Regions from separate parts of the Bombyx mori genome. Here region 1 is linked to region 2. A link is a contact called in public Hi-C data. All regions are on one chromosome and are shown on one strand. Each heading gives the region's core, a stretch centred on a gene start, on an enhancer-like site or on the middle of the called end of the contact. The rest is flanking DNA. Distances are from core to core; before and after follow the strand shown.

What was found. Hi-C and Micro-C count contacts between places; a contact is called where the count stands out from the background.
Region 1: a Hi-C map of midgut shows a contact between it and region 2, with 1.8 times the contacts expected there. The contact joins two enhancer-like sites. A contact is called at or near these places in 3 of 7 Hi-C or Micro-C datasets (midgut and whole pupa).

The regions. Positions count from the first base shown.
Region 1 is chr7:12,482,410-12,486,199 of ASM3026992v2, reverse strand. The region is part of intron 3 of LOC101747032 (regulator of G-protein signaling loco); the gene reads left to right. Among protein-coding and RNA genes, the nearest start is that of LOC101747032, 34 kb to the left of the region's middle. Within about 2 kb of position 1,604, at least 7 of the 8 cell types and tissues checked have open chromatin away from gene starts, as enhancers often do.
Region 2 is chr7:12,427,775-12,431,649 of ASM3026992v2, reverse strand. All of the region lies in intron 3 of LOC101747032 (regulator of G-protein signaling loco), which reads left to right. Among protein-coding and RNA genes, the nearest start is that of LOC101743395, 25 kb to the right of the region's middle. Within about 2 kb of position 2,394, at least 8 of the 8 cell types and tissues checked have open chromatin away from gene starts, as enhancers often do.

The sequences.
Region 1 (3,790 bases), core at 355-2,854, 55 kb before region 2:
AAACACAGTGCCACATGGCGTCGCATCGGTATCGCAGGATCCGACTGATGCATGACCACAACCACTCTGTCAAGAGTGTACGAATAGGAAGAAGAATCCATAGATATAGCCCACCGAGTTAATCGCCAGATCTTCTAAGTGGGTCCCAATCCGATCCGGTGTTAGATTATTGCGAAGCACTGCTCTTGCTAGGGCTAGTGTTGGAAAATTCTCTCAGGTTGAGCTCGTGAGCTTACCTATCCGTCCGCGCGTAGCTGAAATAGACCCTTAGGCTACCAGTGAATAGCTAGACGGGCCACCGGTAATCACTAAGTAATGCTCATTAGCAAAATCTTTACAAAGGACATGACCGGTAATTTTCAAAGCCTAAAGAGAAAAGCGTTAAGTTCTTCTAAAAAAACGATAGACTATCCCGCTCTTAAAACAGCACGGTGCTATATATCGACACAATAAGGTGCGCACATAATTATTACTATTATATATATATATATACGTTTTAATTATTGTTTTATTTATGTGAAAGTCCCTGAGTGAGTTACGTACTCGACACTCGAGAATGTCAATGTACGTGTGAGGGGAGACGCATATGGCATAATTGTGCATGACCGCTCCATATGACACAGTGTAAATATAACGGTACCGTATCTTTTATTTTTTTAACATGCTTTTAGATTATATTAAACTATATCGTACACGGAATGAAGGTTTAATTCACTTACATCTACCGCTTATTTTACAAATGTATCTGCTTGTTGACTGTTTTCTAATGTTAGTTATGTTTTGATGTGCAATAAAGACTAATAAAGTATGTTCTCTCTCTCTCTCTCTCTCTCTCTCTCTCTCTCTCTCTCTCTCTCTCTCTCTCTCTCTCTCTCTCTTTTTTTTCTCGCTACTTCAAGAAGTCAACGGTTAAATTGAATAATATACCTACACGTACCAAAATACTTTGGTCAAATTCGCAGACCAAGGAATAACGGACACATACTATCCACAAACGGACGCTAAATGGCATTTTTGTTTAGCGACATTAAAAAAGATCGTACATATACTGTAGTTTAAAAAAAGTATTAAAAAACACGCCTCAAAAGCGCTGGCACCTATTGCCAAATAGTTTTGCGTATAACCGAATGTGATCTACTTAGCAAACTGTCATATTGAACCTATAGAAGCTCAAGAGGTCTGTAGGATAAATTTGATCCTTAAAAATTTTAACGTATTTTTACCCTTTGTTTTTCCGGGCTTGCGTTGCCAGCGAATGTGATGGGCTGTCTACTCTACGTATGTTGAGTAATCCGAGAAAAGTATCTGAACCAGATTCAATGAAAATAACTCATGCTTAAATTCTCATTTATTATTATTCAGAAACTTGTACAGTCAATACAATGTAAACTAAAATTCCCGATGCATAATCCCTACTCAGTTTCATGCAAAATACTTCCTTATTTTTTAATAATACTGTATTTTACTTACTAGCATCGATCTGAACTGTGCTCTAGGGGAAACTCAGGGCTCCGAAAATAGTATAGGGGAAGGGGGAGGGCGGAGTGCCGCGCACGCGCAGTCCCTACCGAGACTCCGTTGCAATCGCCTGTCTTAATGACACATGACAGTTTAGTTTGAGTGACATAATTAATCGCGCGCTTTTCAAATAACACAGTGCTCACTTCGTGCGCCAATAACTTTGTTGGTTGTGTAACATTGAAAATCTAAATAGTGATCGTTGCAGTCACAGCTTTGGGCTGGCGGGTTTTTGCGTTCGTGTGTGAAGTGACAATGACGCAGTTTCTCAAATTGAAAATCGATTAATTTTGAATTTTATGTTTGCGAAGTGACTCGAGGTGGTTGGTGTTTGTGCGTGTTTATTGACAGTTGTCAGTGGCATGCTGTAAATCTAAATAGTGATCGTTGCAGTCGCAGTTCCGACTGTCGGGTTTTTGCGTTCGTGTGTGTCAATAAAGTGACAATGACGCAGTTTGTCAAACTGAAAATCGATTAATTTTGAATTTTATGTTTGCGGACATCGTGACTCGAGGTGGTTGGTGTTTGTGCGTGTTTATTGACAGTTGTCAGTGGCATGCTGTGCGGTACGAACGGAGCGGTTGCGGCCATGGACCGCGCCTACATGTCCCTGCGCGCCCGGAAACCGCAGGCAGGCAAAACGGTTAATATTTGAAACCTGTGAATTCAGTAGTAGCAACATAAGAAAACTATGGAGGTTTTTTTTTATTGTCCTTGTAGGCAGACGATCGCACGACCCACCTGATGGTGAGTGGTTACCGTCGCCCATGGACTTCAGCAATGCCAGGGGCAGAGCCAAGCCGCTGCCTACCGCTTTATACTTTCCACAAGCCTCGTTTGAAGAAGGACATGTCATAGCGCTCGGGAAACACCGTGAAGGGGAGCTCATTCCATAGTCGGATGGTACGTGGCAAATAAGACCTCTGGAAACGCACTGTGGATGACCGCAGTGGCTCCAGGTAGTATGGATGAACTCTACACCGGTGGCGGGCGGTGCGATGGTAAAAACGAGACGACGGTATCATCTCGAACAATTCCTCAAAGCACTCCCCATGGAACGTACGGTACAAAATATAGAGGGAACCGAAGTCCCTGCGCAGACCCAGACAGAGAGGTAGAAGTAAGGATCACCAATTTTGGTGTATTAAAAGTTTTTACTGAAAGGGAGCTAATTAAGGTGGCGCAGAATAAAAAAACAGCACTGCAAACCACCATACTTCACTTTAACTCACTTCAATATGTTTAAAACTGCTATATTCATATAATTTCCTACACTAGCGCTATTTCGGTGACTCCTCCAACAATAACTTGCTGTTTAAAGGTCGACACGCTTTCAACTTGTCCCCTATACAAAATGGTGTTCCATACTTTTGCTCTCCATAAACAAAAACAAGAAACAGCACATTAAGATCGTAAATTCTGACACATTTTAATCCAACGAGGAAACTTCAAAAGCAACCTAATTATTTTTTTTTTTTTAAGGGATTTTATGACCTGGTAACTAAGACCTTTAGGTCAAGTCTTATTTTAATTTTAATGATACGTAACTTTTATAAATGAAAATGATATTATGAAATGAAATGAAGTTGATTATTATGAAACATGGCATGAAGTGAAATGAAAACGAAATTAAATGACATGAGATGAGATGATATGGGATGAAATATAATCGCAGTAAAATGGTGGTCTTTTACTGAGATTTTTTCAGTGGACTTTTTGGAGGAACCCGAGAAGTTACGTCCAGTAGCTTTGTTTCATTTTCCCACATTTTTGCACTTTCACAGATATTAAACAGTTAATAAACCACCGTTATTACACATTTAAACCTGAAGAAACACGAAATAGACAAAATAAAACAAATCACACAACTTCACTCCTCGCGTTCCCGCCAAAAAGTCAAGCAACCTAATAAATCAACAGTGTTGCCTTAGTTAATCATCGTTAAGGGAATGTTTCAGAAGACGCTGGCTACTGGCAGGGTTTTACTGAAATGCTTATTGTATTCTCATCCCAACCGGGCGATAAAAATTAAATAATTTAAAACCACATCAACGTAAAATGTGAGCGCCGGTATTGAAAAAAAAAAAAAACAACAGCTGTACTATGTAATTTGTAATTCACACTTTGGATCGTTCGAAGAGGACACCAGGTTAAGGGATTAGCAATCGTATTTTAGCAGACTTTAGAGCCCTTTTACTGTGCGTGACGAGTCGTGGTGCTCTCGACGAGCCGGTCACGTTAGTCACGTGAGCCCGTTTGTTACTTCTTCAGT
Region 2 (3,875 bases), core at 1,145-3,644:
AAAGTAAAAAGGAAGGCATAGTAACAACTTTATTTAGCTTAAAGAAGTTTTGGAGAAGAAGTCTTGGCAAAGTGTACCGATTAATAATAATCCAGTTAATTTAGTTTCTAGTGGACAAATATTAATAACCGAATAATTTATTTTTATTTGACTGTTTTCAAATATTTTGAGTGATTATTTTTTGATTTTTTACTGTGAACAAATAGTGTTTGGTTTCCGATTATGTGTTTTTTTTTTCTTTTTCATTAAAACTGCTTATTTCTGCCCATATTTATGTTGTTTTATTCTGTTTTTTCTTACTATGTTTAAAAAATTGCATTTAGTTCCTACTCAGTAAATTCAGACCTAAATGAAAACAAAGCAAGTGATCTTACTAAGTCTATTAATTTGCGTTTATCCCCACTCATTATATTTTAGAATTAGATGAAAACAAAGCAAGTGATCTTACTAGGTTTTGAAATTGTCACACTCAAAAAGTTTGATCTAAGAAAACAATCTTTTTATTAGTAACTGCTCCTCTACGCACATCTTTTGTGATAGACGCATGAAATCTACTTTTTTATAAAGCCTGTTATGCACCTCAAATTTTGCAATCACTCTCAAGAAGGTACGACTAATATTATTGAAACGGCACGCTGTCAAAGATATGAAATTGTTTTTCGGCTCTCCTGTAAAATTTAGTTTTATGCAGATACTGGGTTTTGATATTTCACAGCCGAGCGGGGCAAGAATAACAAAATACTGGCTTAGTGGACAATGTTTCCTTTGCGTCTTTGAACAATGTGTTCTATATATAGCCACATTTGATAGCTGATATACGGTCCTCAAATATAATAAGGTCATATTGTACGTCTCTATTGTACGTAACCCTACTGTTCAAATGGTTTAAATGTCATCAGAAGTAAACAAGAATGAGGTGCCTTTTAATAAATCTTAGAGACAGTAACGGCTAAAGAAAATACATCGCGACACCACAATTTTTTTTCTCTACCTCTGGTAGCCTGACAGGCTATTCCAGGTACGCCTGGACGGGTAGGTCAGCTTACAGGCTAAACCTGGGAGAATTTGCTAACACTAGCCCTAACCTTCGCTGAATCTACCACCGGATCGGATTTACGATCCAATGAGAAGATCCAGCGAGAAATTCAGTGGACCTCGACACAACAATTTCTCCCTCGTCTGTTGTTGGTCGTTTAAAAAGCAGTACTTATAGGAATCGCAATGACAGTAGCCAGAAACGATTACTGTGCTCCTATGTTGATGGTCCTATTGACGTTTTACATACAACGAACAAGTTATAAGAGGTAGCGGGTCGTGCTTTTTTTTTCACGACTATACATTGATAATATTTACATAACGGATGTAGGCAAAAAATATATTTGCATCGACTTGTGTAAGTAAATCTTAAAGGTCTTGTGTAAAAGATCACACGATACATGATAAGTATTAATGATATCAGTAAGTGAACTAAGTGTTTATCTCTTACCTTCGGCTCACCGAAAGCGTTCCGGATTAACTTACGACGTAATTTTGAAGTGGCGTAGAATTTACGATAAATAAATATTATTTTGAATTTGACATATAGGTTAATAATAACCATTAAAAAAAATTTGAATTAACTGGAAATAATTACTGAACACATTTTTGTAGAAAATTTACAAACACATAAACAAGTCGTGGGTGAAATTAACACAAACGACGGTTTTATCAACTTCTACACTTGTGAAGCGAATTTTAATTGAATCGGTTAACAATGGAGAATGAATATTATTTCATTCAAAAGGTTCGTCACCGTTCTCATCGAACTCGTCGGGCTCGGCGAGTAAATTAACCCACAGCCACAGCCCACTGAGTTTCTCGCCGGATCTTTTCAGTGGGCCGCGTTTCCAATCCTGTGGTAGATTCTGCAAAGCACGGCTCTTGCTAGGATTCGGATTAGCAACATCGTCAGGTTTGAGCCCCGTGAGCTCACCTACTAGTTCGGCGAATCTAGAATAACCCCTCGAGGTTACTAGAATAGGTAGAAATTTCTATTAAATATTATAATTAACGTCTAATATAAATTAGCAACAGTTAACATTGTACTCGAATTAGACGAAGTTTTCTGTCCGACTATGCAAATAAATACGCAAAACCCGGTATCAAATCACGGTAGGCAGCGGCTTGGCTCTGCCCCTGGCATTGCTGAAGTCCATGGGCGACGGTAACCACTCACCATCAGGTGGGCCGTATGCTCGTCTGCCTACAAAGGATATAAAAAAAAACCGGACGCACTGAACATGTTTCACTAAATTAAAATAAATATAAAGGTGTTCTTCTCGTAACTTGCACCATACGCGCCGGATACTGTTTGGCTAACGCCCGTGTATTGTTATTGTAATTGAACAATGTGTGGGTGCGTCTGTGGTTGTGTGCGTCCGTGAGGATGACGCCGTTTCGCATTCAGGAACGCTAATGAGCCAGTCTTCTGATATCGGCGGACGGGAACGAATTCCTGTGCCTACATTTAACAAAAAAAAATTGTTACTTTATTAATTTGTGATGCTTAAATCGAATCCCTGTGCTTAATTCTTTAAGAAAAAACACTTTAATAAATTGTGTTTTAAAAAAGGTTGTGTTCGAATTTGTTTCGGCTAAAAGGTGTCTTATATATATTGAAATAGATCTCAAATATGGTTGTATGGTACACGGACGAAAGTCAAGACCAGGTAATATTTAATTAAATATTTGTTATCGTTTATTTAAATGCGAATTTAATTGGTTCATGCTTTGGAAAAACTTTACATGTGTCAAAATGTGAGACGATAATATATTTTTTCTTTCGCCTTTCCGATTAAAATGAAGAGCATAATTGTATTTATGTATTATATAATTATAGAGGTTCTTTGATGAAGATTTGGGACTAGTGAAAATCTTGCTGTATATAATTGAAGTATGTACTACAATGTAAATAATGCTCTGAATACAATTATTTGACGGGTTCTTACAACGGTTTTAATATTTGATGAGTTCGCGACATTTCAACGCTGTTGCAGTTTCATAGATAGATAACCGCGAAAATTTAAAGCAATTCATTCTGTTCAATATTTTTCCTCCGCATTGTAAATTAATTATTAATAGTTTTTCTCTTCGATTCTTTTTCACGAGCGGTGGACATGATTTAAAGTACTTTTACGGTTTAATTTCGCGTTTTTTATTGTCATTAAATCATTTTTTAAAACAGCTGGGATAGAAGAGTTCTATAGTGGAGACCATGGACCGATGAAGCGACGATATATACGCATGATAGCGGATAATGGATAAGATGAGAAGCCCACGATCGGGTCGCGTGGCGTGCCTTGCGAGTGGCCTGTGTCCAACACCGAATTTCTTTTACTGGTGGTAGGACCTCTTGTGAGTCCGCGCGGGTAGGTACCACCGCCCTGCCTATTTCTGCCGTGAAGCAGTAATGCGTTTCGGTTTGAAGGGTGGGGCAGCCGTTGTAACTATACTGAGACCTTAGAACTTATATCTCAAGGTGGGTGGCTCATTTACGTTGTAGATGTCTATGTACTCCGGTAACCACTTAACACCAGATGGGCTGTGAGCTCGTCCACCCATCTAAGCAATAAAAAAATTTAAAATAAACCGGATTACTTCAATCAAATTCTTCAAATAATTTACAATTTGAGTCGGTAATAATATTATGACAACTGGTGGTTAATACTACCAGGCGGGCCGCGACCTCGTGCTCCGATCTGCGCAGTAAATAAATAAAAACGAATGCATCAGGGTTTACCAGAAAATAGCCAAGACTAATTTAGGTCAGCGGATTGTTGTCATAATGAAAGGAAACTTAAACAAATGTTAGTCAACACAATACGAATGTAGCGTAC